Linked DNA regions of Mus musculus: region 2 is linked to region 1. A link is a contact called in public promoter capture Hi-C data. All regions are on one chromosome and are shown on one strand. Each heading gives the region's core, a stretch centred on a gene start, on an enhancer-like site or on the middle of the called end of the contact. The rest is flanking DNA. Distances are from core to core; before and after follow the strand shown. Region 1 holds the start of Ccdc14 (coiled-coil domain containing 14). Region 2 holds the start of Timmdc1 (translocase of inner mitochondrial membrane domain containing 1).

Region 1 (4,075 bases), core at 90-2,589:
TTTTGTGATAGAAAATATTTTAACTTCCATTTCTTTGATGACTACAGCATATTTCCCTAGACATATTGACAACATGCAACCATTCAAAAAAGGAAGTCTCAAGACAGGGTTTTTTTTTTGGGGGGGAGGGGGGAGTGCAAAATATACATTAGCAAGAAAGACAACATTATAGGTATGTTGTTAAATGGTGGGAAACAAAGTAAAACCCCAAGTCTACTATATGCCAAGTGCTTTCTAAATCTCCAAGACAGAGATGAAATATTCTAGTAGTAGACTAGCACCAGGTCCAACATGAAGTGATTTGTGGAAGATTGCAAGATGCGGAAGGTGGCCTGAAGCACGCCCAACTAGCGGAGATGTGATGGTGTTGGAAAAATATTCTAGAGACGGTTCTTGACATGAGGGCTAGAAGGAAAATAGAATTAACAGGCCCACCATAATTTGAAAAGACGTGGGAGCACGAAAGGTCAGAACGCCCAGGGCACAGCAGGGCTAAAACTAGTTTAGCTCTATTGGACCTGATTGGATGGGGCGGGAACTGCAAAGGATCCAAAATGGCTCTGTTCCAAGCCAAATGTGTATCTTGAAAATGGGTTTCCCTGTCGTACTTGGAGCAGTTACTAGAGAACATCAAGAGTCACGCGTTTGAGAACGGAGGGCGGGTACAGCCACTTACTGGGAGACTCCAACAACAGAGACAGAAGATCAGTTAAGAGAAGCACCGAGAAGCTGAATCCGGGGAGAGGATTAACTCAAGCTAAGATCCTAAGAACTTCTCTGATAGAGATGTTATTAGGCAGTCGGACAAATGACCAAGTCGGGCAAATTACTGGCTTTGTAGAGGCACAATTGCTGGATAACTACGTAATATTGGAAACAACTGCAAAGCACAGAGCGGGAAGGAGGTCACTGCACTGGTGATAAAGGCTGGGCTTCGAACCCGGGGTCTGACACCAAACTGCGCTCTGGAAGACTGGCACGGCCGCCCTGAATAAAGCATTCATCTAGGGACGTCCTCACCACTTCGGGCGCGCCGCAGTTACTATTTTTTTTCTAGCACCTTCCTAAATCCCCCTCGCCTCTCGCCACCCCACAGTGGACTCATCAGGTCCGCAGCCCTCACCTGGCCCGGTCGAGATCCGGACCTGACCATTTCTCTCAGCCTCAGAAGAGCCCAGGCGTAGGGAAACGAATACTTGAGAAAAAAAGAATTAACCGCCGAGATGTCCGGACCTCCCTTGTCCCGCCCCCTGAGCTTCCGCTTCCGGGAAGAAGGCCGCGGACCGCCGGGACTCATAGCCTCCTTGGCGCTAAAAGGTTTTCCTTCGGGTCGGAACCTGGAGCCCTGGGCGTGCGCAACAGACTCCGCGTGCTCCAGCTTGCCACGCCCAGGCGGAGAGTGGGAGAGGCCAACAGACGGCCCGGGGGGCGGGGCGGACGCGGGGGCGGGGCCTGATGTGGGCGGGGCCTTGCGGGAGGGGCGGGGCGAGGAACTCGTTGGCTTTGCAGCATTCTTCAAACTGGTTGAAGTGGGAACCAGGGCCTGCTAGCCCATTGGGTAAAGGACTACCGCTGGATTTCAGAAGCTTTGTGTACTGTTTTAAGTGTATTTGTTCTTGAGAGTCAATAGAAATCTAACCTGAACAGTGTTCAATGGTTTGGCTGTCTACTTTTTCTATCGAGATAATTGCTGTTGATAAAGGATGGCAGTATTTTTTACCACTGATAGCTGCACTAAATAGAGAATGGTGTTTGAGACACTATATTTGGGATTGTTTTAAATCAAGTTGGAGAGAAATTAACCCGGTTGACTCTTCTTTCTATGGTAAGATGGCTACCTTTGTTAAAAAAAAAAAAAAAAAAAAAAAGGGTTGTGTTGATTTTAAAACCCTGGGACCTGTAGAGACTTAGTGGATAAGAGCAACTCTTGCCCTTGCAAAGAACTCAGGTTGGATACCCACAGGTAGTGGGTCACAACCATGTGACTCCAATTTCAGAAGATCTAGTACTCTCTTCTGCCTCCTCAGGCACCAGTTGTACAAGTGGTACTCACATATGCATACGACATTTTAAAGAAGGATATATATGTATACACACGCGCGCGCGCATAATTTTGCTTGGCCTGAAACTTACAATGTAGACCATACTGGTCTGAAATTCACAAAGACCCTCCTGTTTTTGCCTACCTAATGCTGGTGCTAAAGGTGTATGCTATCACACCCTACTTAAATAAACCTTTTTTAAAAAATGAATTTAAATGGGGCTGGAGAGATGGCTTAGTGGTTAAGAGCACTGACTGCTCTTCCAGACATTCTGAGTTCAATTCCCTGCAATCACATGATGGCTCACAACCATCTGTAATAGGATCTGATGCCCTCTTCTGGTGTGTCTGAACAGCTACAGTGTACTCACATATATAAAATAAATAAATAATTCTTTTTAAAAAAATTAGTTAAAATGTAGCTGAATAGGTAGCACATAAGTTAAGAGCACTAGATACAACTGCAGAGGATCTGAGTTCAATTCCTAGCATCAGCTCACAGCTGTCTACAACTTCAGTTCCAGGGAATCCAGTGCGCTTTTCTGGCCTCTGGTCCCCAGCATGTAGTACACAGACATACACACAAGGAAAACATCTATACATGTAAGAATTTAAAAATAAATAAAATAAAAATATATACATTATATAAATAAAATTATATGCATATATATACACATATACATATTCCACAAGTAAAATCTTCCCATCTGTATAGTAAACACTCCAAGTGGAGGGATTTTAGTATTAGTTGTGTTGGCCACAAGGCAGCATGTTCCCCAGGATACTTATGAATGCCACCTAAAACAAATCTTAAATCTTACTTAAAATGATGAGGTGAAGGTTTTGCAATTTATTTTTAGTAGCTCTGTCTTAGTCAGGGTTTCTATTCCTGCACAAACATCATGACCAAGAAGTAGTTGGGGAGGAAAGAGTTTATTCAGCTTACACTTCCATACTGCTGTTCATCACCAAGGAAGTCAGGACTGGAACTCAAGCAGGTCAGGAAGCAGGAGCTGATGCAGAGGCCATGGAGGGATGTTCTTTACTAGCTTGCTTCCCCTGGCTTGCTCAGCCTGCTCTCTTATAGAACCCAAGACTGCCAGCCCAGAGATGGTCCCACCCACAAGGGGCCTTTCCCCCTTGATCACTAATTGAGAAAATACCCCACAGCTTGATCTAACGGAGGTACTTCCCCAACTGAAGCTCCTTTCTCTGTGATAACCCCAGCCTGTGTCAAGTTGACACATAAAACCAGCCAGTACAAGCTCTATTGGGGTTCTCCAGTGTGACCTTTGTAGGTGGCAACCTTATGCCTCAATTTCAAATTTCAAAAGGTTGACCATACCTAAATGACCTTAAAACTCTCCTTTCTTTCCCCATCCTTCTGGTAAGCATTCACCTGAAATCAAGGATGTTTCCCTTTCTCTTTCTTTATAAGTGTGTGTGTGTGTGTGTGTGTGTGTGTGTCCCTGTATGGGTTTGTGCACATGAGTGCAAAGCCTTCAGAGTCCAGAAGAGGGCATTGGATCCTGGTGTGGGCACGGAGCTTCTTGTAATCACTAGGACTGGGTATATTCAGCATGCAGGGGTGTCTCCCCAATGAAGGAAATTAAAAAAACAAAAAAACAAAAAAACATTTATTTCATCCAGAAAGCCAGGAGTGGGTTTTGTTAACAGCCTGATAAACTCTTTGCTGTCTATGGAGTAGCTCTCACCCAGTCCCCAGCATGACTGTCCCAGACTCTCCTCCCTAGGCCATTACCCATCCTTAGGGGAGGTCACATGTACTCTATAGCCTTGTTGAGCTCTATGCTGTGGGTCAGAGACCACACTAGATTCTAGTCCTTTTAGCTAAGGAACCCACCCTCACAGTCACATGTAGTCCGTAAAGGAGTTTCTATGTAGTCACACCTTAAGCTTTATTGAGTACCTGGAGTTGGTCTGATTGGACCAATTGTTGCCTGGAAACCTTTTCCCACATCGTACTGTGTTTTAAATATGCTGACAATGAGCTACCTGGTATTAGAGTCCCCG
Region 2 (4,311 bases), core at 695-3,194, 3.8 Mb before region 1:
CGGAGTGTTTCTCTGCTGGTAAAGGAAGGTAAGGTCTGGTAGCTTCGAGAATGTGGGAGGCTGAGTAAGAGAGAGAGTTAAGGTAGAGCGGTGAGATGGACCATCACCAAGGGCCTAGGGAAATTCTCGGTACTAGGTACCAAAGGCAGCTTTTGAGTCTTTGGGGCTAGGATGTAGGTGAGTGGTAGGACACTCGCCTGGCATAGGAGCATTTTCCAGGACCACCTAAATGGAAAAGGGAGCTGAAGAGTTTGTGAAATCTATCTGGTACTAAGGAAGACCTTGTTTGTCTCTACAGGATGTTGGATCCTGGGGACATCTGAGCTATATGTAATGGTTTTTAACATTTTATTTTATGTATTTGAGCACCCTGTCTTCATGCACATCAGAAGGGAAGATCAGATTCCATTACAGATGGTTGTGAGCCACCATATAGTTGCTGGGAATTGAACTCAAGATCTCTCAGAAGAGCAGCCAGTGCTCTTAACCACTGAGCCATCTCTCCAATCCCCATAGGTAAATGATTTTGTTAGTGTTTGCCCAATCTTTGCCCTGTCCTCATTCATGTCGACCCTGATTCTAGAAAGTTCAAGTGCAAAGGATCATTTCCGGGACCTCAAATGTGTCAAAGAAATGCACTCAGCTCTTCTCACAGCTAAGCTAGACAGTCAACACATTCATTTTGTTGGGCTTTCAGGCCCTGGGACCCTAATCCCAGTGACCACCTCTGAAAAATAGACCAAGCAGGCATCAAGCTAGAGCTAGGAATTGGGGTCTGAATAATTCACTCAACATTTAATTACTTCAGGCAAGTGGATCACTGAGATGGAGGCCTGCCTGGTCTTCAGAGCTAATTATGTGACAGCCAGGGCTACACAAGAGAAACCCTATCTTGGACCCTCCTTCCCTCCAAAGAAGATAATTACTTAACATCTACTTCATGGTATAGACTGATTGGTGATTCCTAAGTCCAAATCCAGAGATGAAAGCACAGCTTCAGTCCTCTTGATAGAGATCAGCAAATAGGCAATTATACCACTGCAGTAAATGCTAATGGGGGCTTCATTCACGGCACTTTCCTGAACCTCATCTGTAGAGATGTCCCACAGTCAACTCCCAAATCCTATTACTATATCCTCATGAAAGTTTGTAATCAATCACTTATTTAGGTACTCCGTGGAAGTGACTGTAGAGCACCACCAAGCTGTATATTCATTGTGGTACTTTAACTAGAAAAGAAAAATAGTAGGTGAAAGGGTTTGCAAAGACTATGAGATTTGTGGTAACGACCAATAACTAAATTACACAAAATGATTGGGAATATTTTTACCTTGGTAAACAAGTTTTTTGGTTTTGTCTTGTGTTGAAAGAAACAGGAAATAATAGTTTCAGTTATTAAATGATAATTCTAGATCTTTTGCCTTCTCGGAGCAGTAAGCATACGGATACTTGTAGTGGAGCCCACGTTATGGGGAAAAAAATGCCCACAGCTGATATTTCAAAAATAGTTTTTAAATCTTGGACCTTTTCGGGTGCGCCCTAAGGTTAGACTCTGCTCCGCCCAGGAAGCTCCTCCGGCCCGCCAGGGCGTGGCCTAGAAGCGCATCGCCTACCTCTTTCCCCACTGCGCTTGCAGTGATTAAAGTACTGTCCCCTTCTGCGTGGCCTTCTGCATCTTACATGAGCCATCTCACTTAAGCCCCTGAGCACTTCAAGCTGAGCAGGTCCAGAAGACCAGAGTTACGGGGCGCAAACGCCAAAGGACATCACTGAGATGAAACGAAACGGCCGCCAACTCACTTCCGGGGCTCGACTGATCCCTAACCCTGCGCTACCGAAAGAGCTCTCAGTTCCAGTTTCTACGTCCCGAGCCCCGCCCTCACCCCGCCTTTGCGCGACTAGGGGCGGGGCTTCCGGTCTCCTTTCCGAGAGCTTCCGGAAGTGAGCCGGCTGGGGACCGGATGTGAGGTTCAGTGTCCCCCAACGTGCCGCTAGTGGGCTGTACAGGTCACCCTCTCCCACGGTGCCCGCCGACCCTGGGGTGTCTGTCTCTCTGCGGGTAGGAGGGCGCCATGGGCGCGCCGCCGCCCGCTCCCCGCAGCCGCCTTTGCGGAGCCTGGGGTCCTTTCCCCCGAGTCTTTGCTGCCGGTGCGGTGGCTGCGGATTCCCCAGGCTTTGTGGAGGATCGGGAGCAGCGTTCAGGTGTCTCAGACCCCGGTTCCCTGGAATCCGGATGGGACCGCCTCCGGCAGCTGTTTGCCAAAGAGTAAAAATGTCTCGGGTGTGTGGGGAGGGATGCTCGGGGGACGGCCGCAGCCCGGGCGAGCTCCAGCGCGCGGTCCCTGCGACGCTGAAAGTTCTCTCTGCCCGGATAGTGTCCGACCTGGTTGACATGCAGCCTTCTGAGTCGGATTCACTCAGAGTCACACTCTTAAGACAGTATCGTTCTCGTGAAACCAGTACCCTAACTTTACATATTAGAAAAATTGGATTCATTCGATTATTGTCATGTAGTATCACTGGGAACTATATTGTGAAGTCTACACTAATATTGTTTTTTCGTATTTCGTTTGATTTTTCTTTGTCAGTAATGGCTTTATATACTCCAGAAGCTGGAAGGACAGAGAGAATTGTTAATTTATCATTATTATTTTGCACAAGAAAAAAAAAAAAAACAGTGACAACTGTTCTCCTCCTCCTCCTCTCCGCACCTTCCAGCAGCTCTGCCCCCTTGTTCCCACCTCCATTGTTAAGAACTACTTGTATGTGGGGGTCGGTATTTGGGTATGGGCAGTAGAGTGCACATGCCCTCAGCCAGAGGTGTCAGATTCTCCTGGATCTGGAGTTACCTGGAGTCACAGTTACAGGGGTTCTAAGAACTGAACCCGGATCCTTTGTAAAACTAGTACACGATCTTAGCTGCCAAGCCATCCCTCTAGTCCCCCAACTCTCCTTTTTGAGACAAGAGTTTTGCTGTGCTTGTAGACCAAGCTGGCCTGAAACTCAAAGCTACAATCCATTCTCAACCTCCCAGATTTTGGGATTACAGCCGGGTCTTCTGGGATTCTGGGCCGAGCCTCTCTTTTTTTTTTTTTTTTTTTTCCCTGATGGGGGTTGGTCATCTGCCACAGATGTTACACGCCCAGCTCCATCTCCCTTTGCAGAAGATACTAAAATAAACTATGTGAGGAGTAAATGATTAATCCTGCATTACTTTCACCTGATATTTATTTAACGTTATTCATTTATTAATCAATGGTGAAAGTATCTCTTTTCATGAAGTAGTTTACCATACTACACTGTTATCAAGTGATTATAAATAAATTTGGACAAGGGAGCTGGCAGACTTGTATTTAATAATTCTATTAGTTTCAGCATCTCTTTTTAAAAATTATTTTTATTTTATGTGTATGAGTGTCTTGCCTGTGTGTATGTCTGTGTGCATGTCTGTGTGCCTTCCTGATAACCATGAGAGCTACCTCGTGGGAATGGAATCCAAGCCCTAATGCTGGTAACTGCTGAGCCATTGCTCTGCCCCCATCATCTTTGTTTTAAGAAATAATGTGTTAGTTTTTCTCAGAGGTCCTCCCAAAAGTTTGTATATTTTTGAAAGCTTTTTATTTTGGTTTTTCAAGACAGGGTTTCTCTATGAGTTTCATGGCTATCCTGGAACTCACTCTGTAGACCAAGCTGGCCTCGAACTCAGAAATCTACCTGCCTCTGCCTCGCAAGTGCTGGGATTAAAGGCATGTGCCACCACTGCCAGGCTTTTGAAAGATTTTTGTGTAGTGTGTAAGAGAAAAAATATATATGTGCATAACCGTACTACCATGACTCACAGAAGATGGTCATTTTTATCAGTATTTTAAGCCGTAGAGTACTGGAACGAAAAGAAACAGGGAAAATAATCTAACGCAATTTTTATGCTTTTGTCTATGAAAGGGACAACCAAGGTTCTGAGAGGTTGATCTGGTTGCATACTATTTAGCAGATTGCAGGTTACAGTCCCACTGTTTCTGAGTTGAGACAATCCTGTTACTGGGCCCCATTATCTTTGGCTGCTTTTGTGACAGTTTTTATATTTCGTTTTCTTTCTTAGAGGAGCTTCCTTGTGGGGTCTCAGACAGCCCATGTCAGTCTCAGATGCCTGTGCAGCTGAGGATGACCCTGCATCCCTTCCAAGCCCTGCAGATCACGGGAGGGTGTGGTCAAGCTCGGCTTGGGCTCTTAACAGCAGTACCTTTAGGAAAATCCTACTCACTGAGCTGTTTGCAGGACCAAAGAGGCAAAGCGCAGAGACCTCCTAGCTTG

The links. Promoter capture Hi-C pulls out the DNA fragments that hold promoters and counts their contacts.
Region 2: a contact with region 1 is called in a promoter capture Hi-C map of cranial neural crest. The contact joins the promoter of Timmdc1 here to the promoter of Ccdc14 in region 1. A contact is called at or near these places in 1 of 39 promoter capture datasets (cranial neural crest) and 1 of 9 other capture datasets (liver).

The regions. Positions count from the first base shown.
Region 1 is chr16:34,687,880-34,691,954 of GRCm38.p6, reverse strand. It overlaps Ccdc14 (coiled-coil domain containing 14), which reads right to left and starts at 1,339. Exons shown (of 13, transcript NM_172824.3): 1 at 1,124-1,339. The coding sequence starts at 1,297. It overlaps Gm35150 (a long non-coding RNA gene), which reads left to right and starts at 1,249. Exons shown (of 4, transcript XR_876043.1): 1 at 1,249-1,317.
Region 2 is chr16:38,520,296-38,524,606 of GRCm38.p6, reverse strand. Timmdc1 (translocase of inner mitochondrial membrane domain containing 1) reads left to right here and starts at 1,944. Exons shown (of 7, transcript NM_024273.2): 1 at 1,944-2,266. The coding sequence starts at 2,073.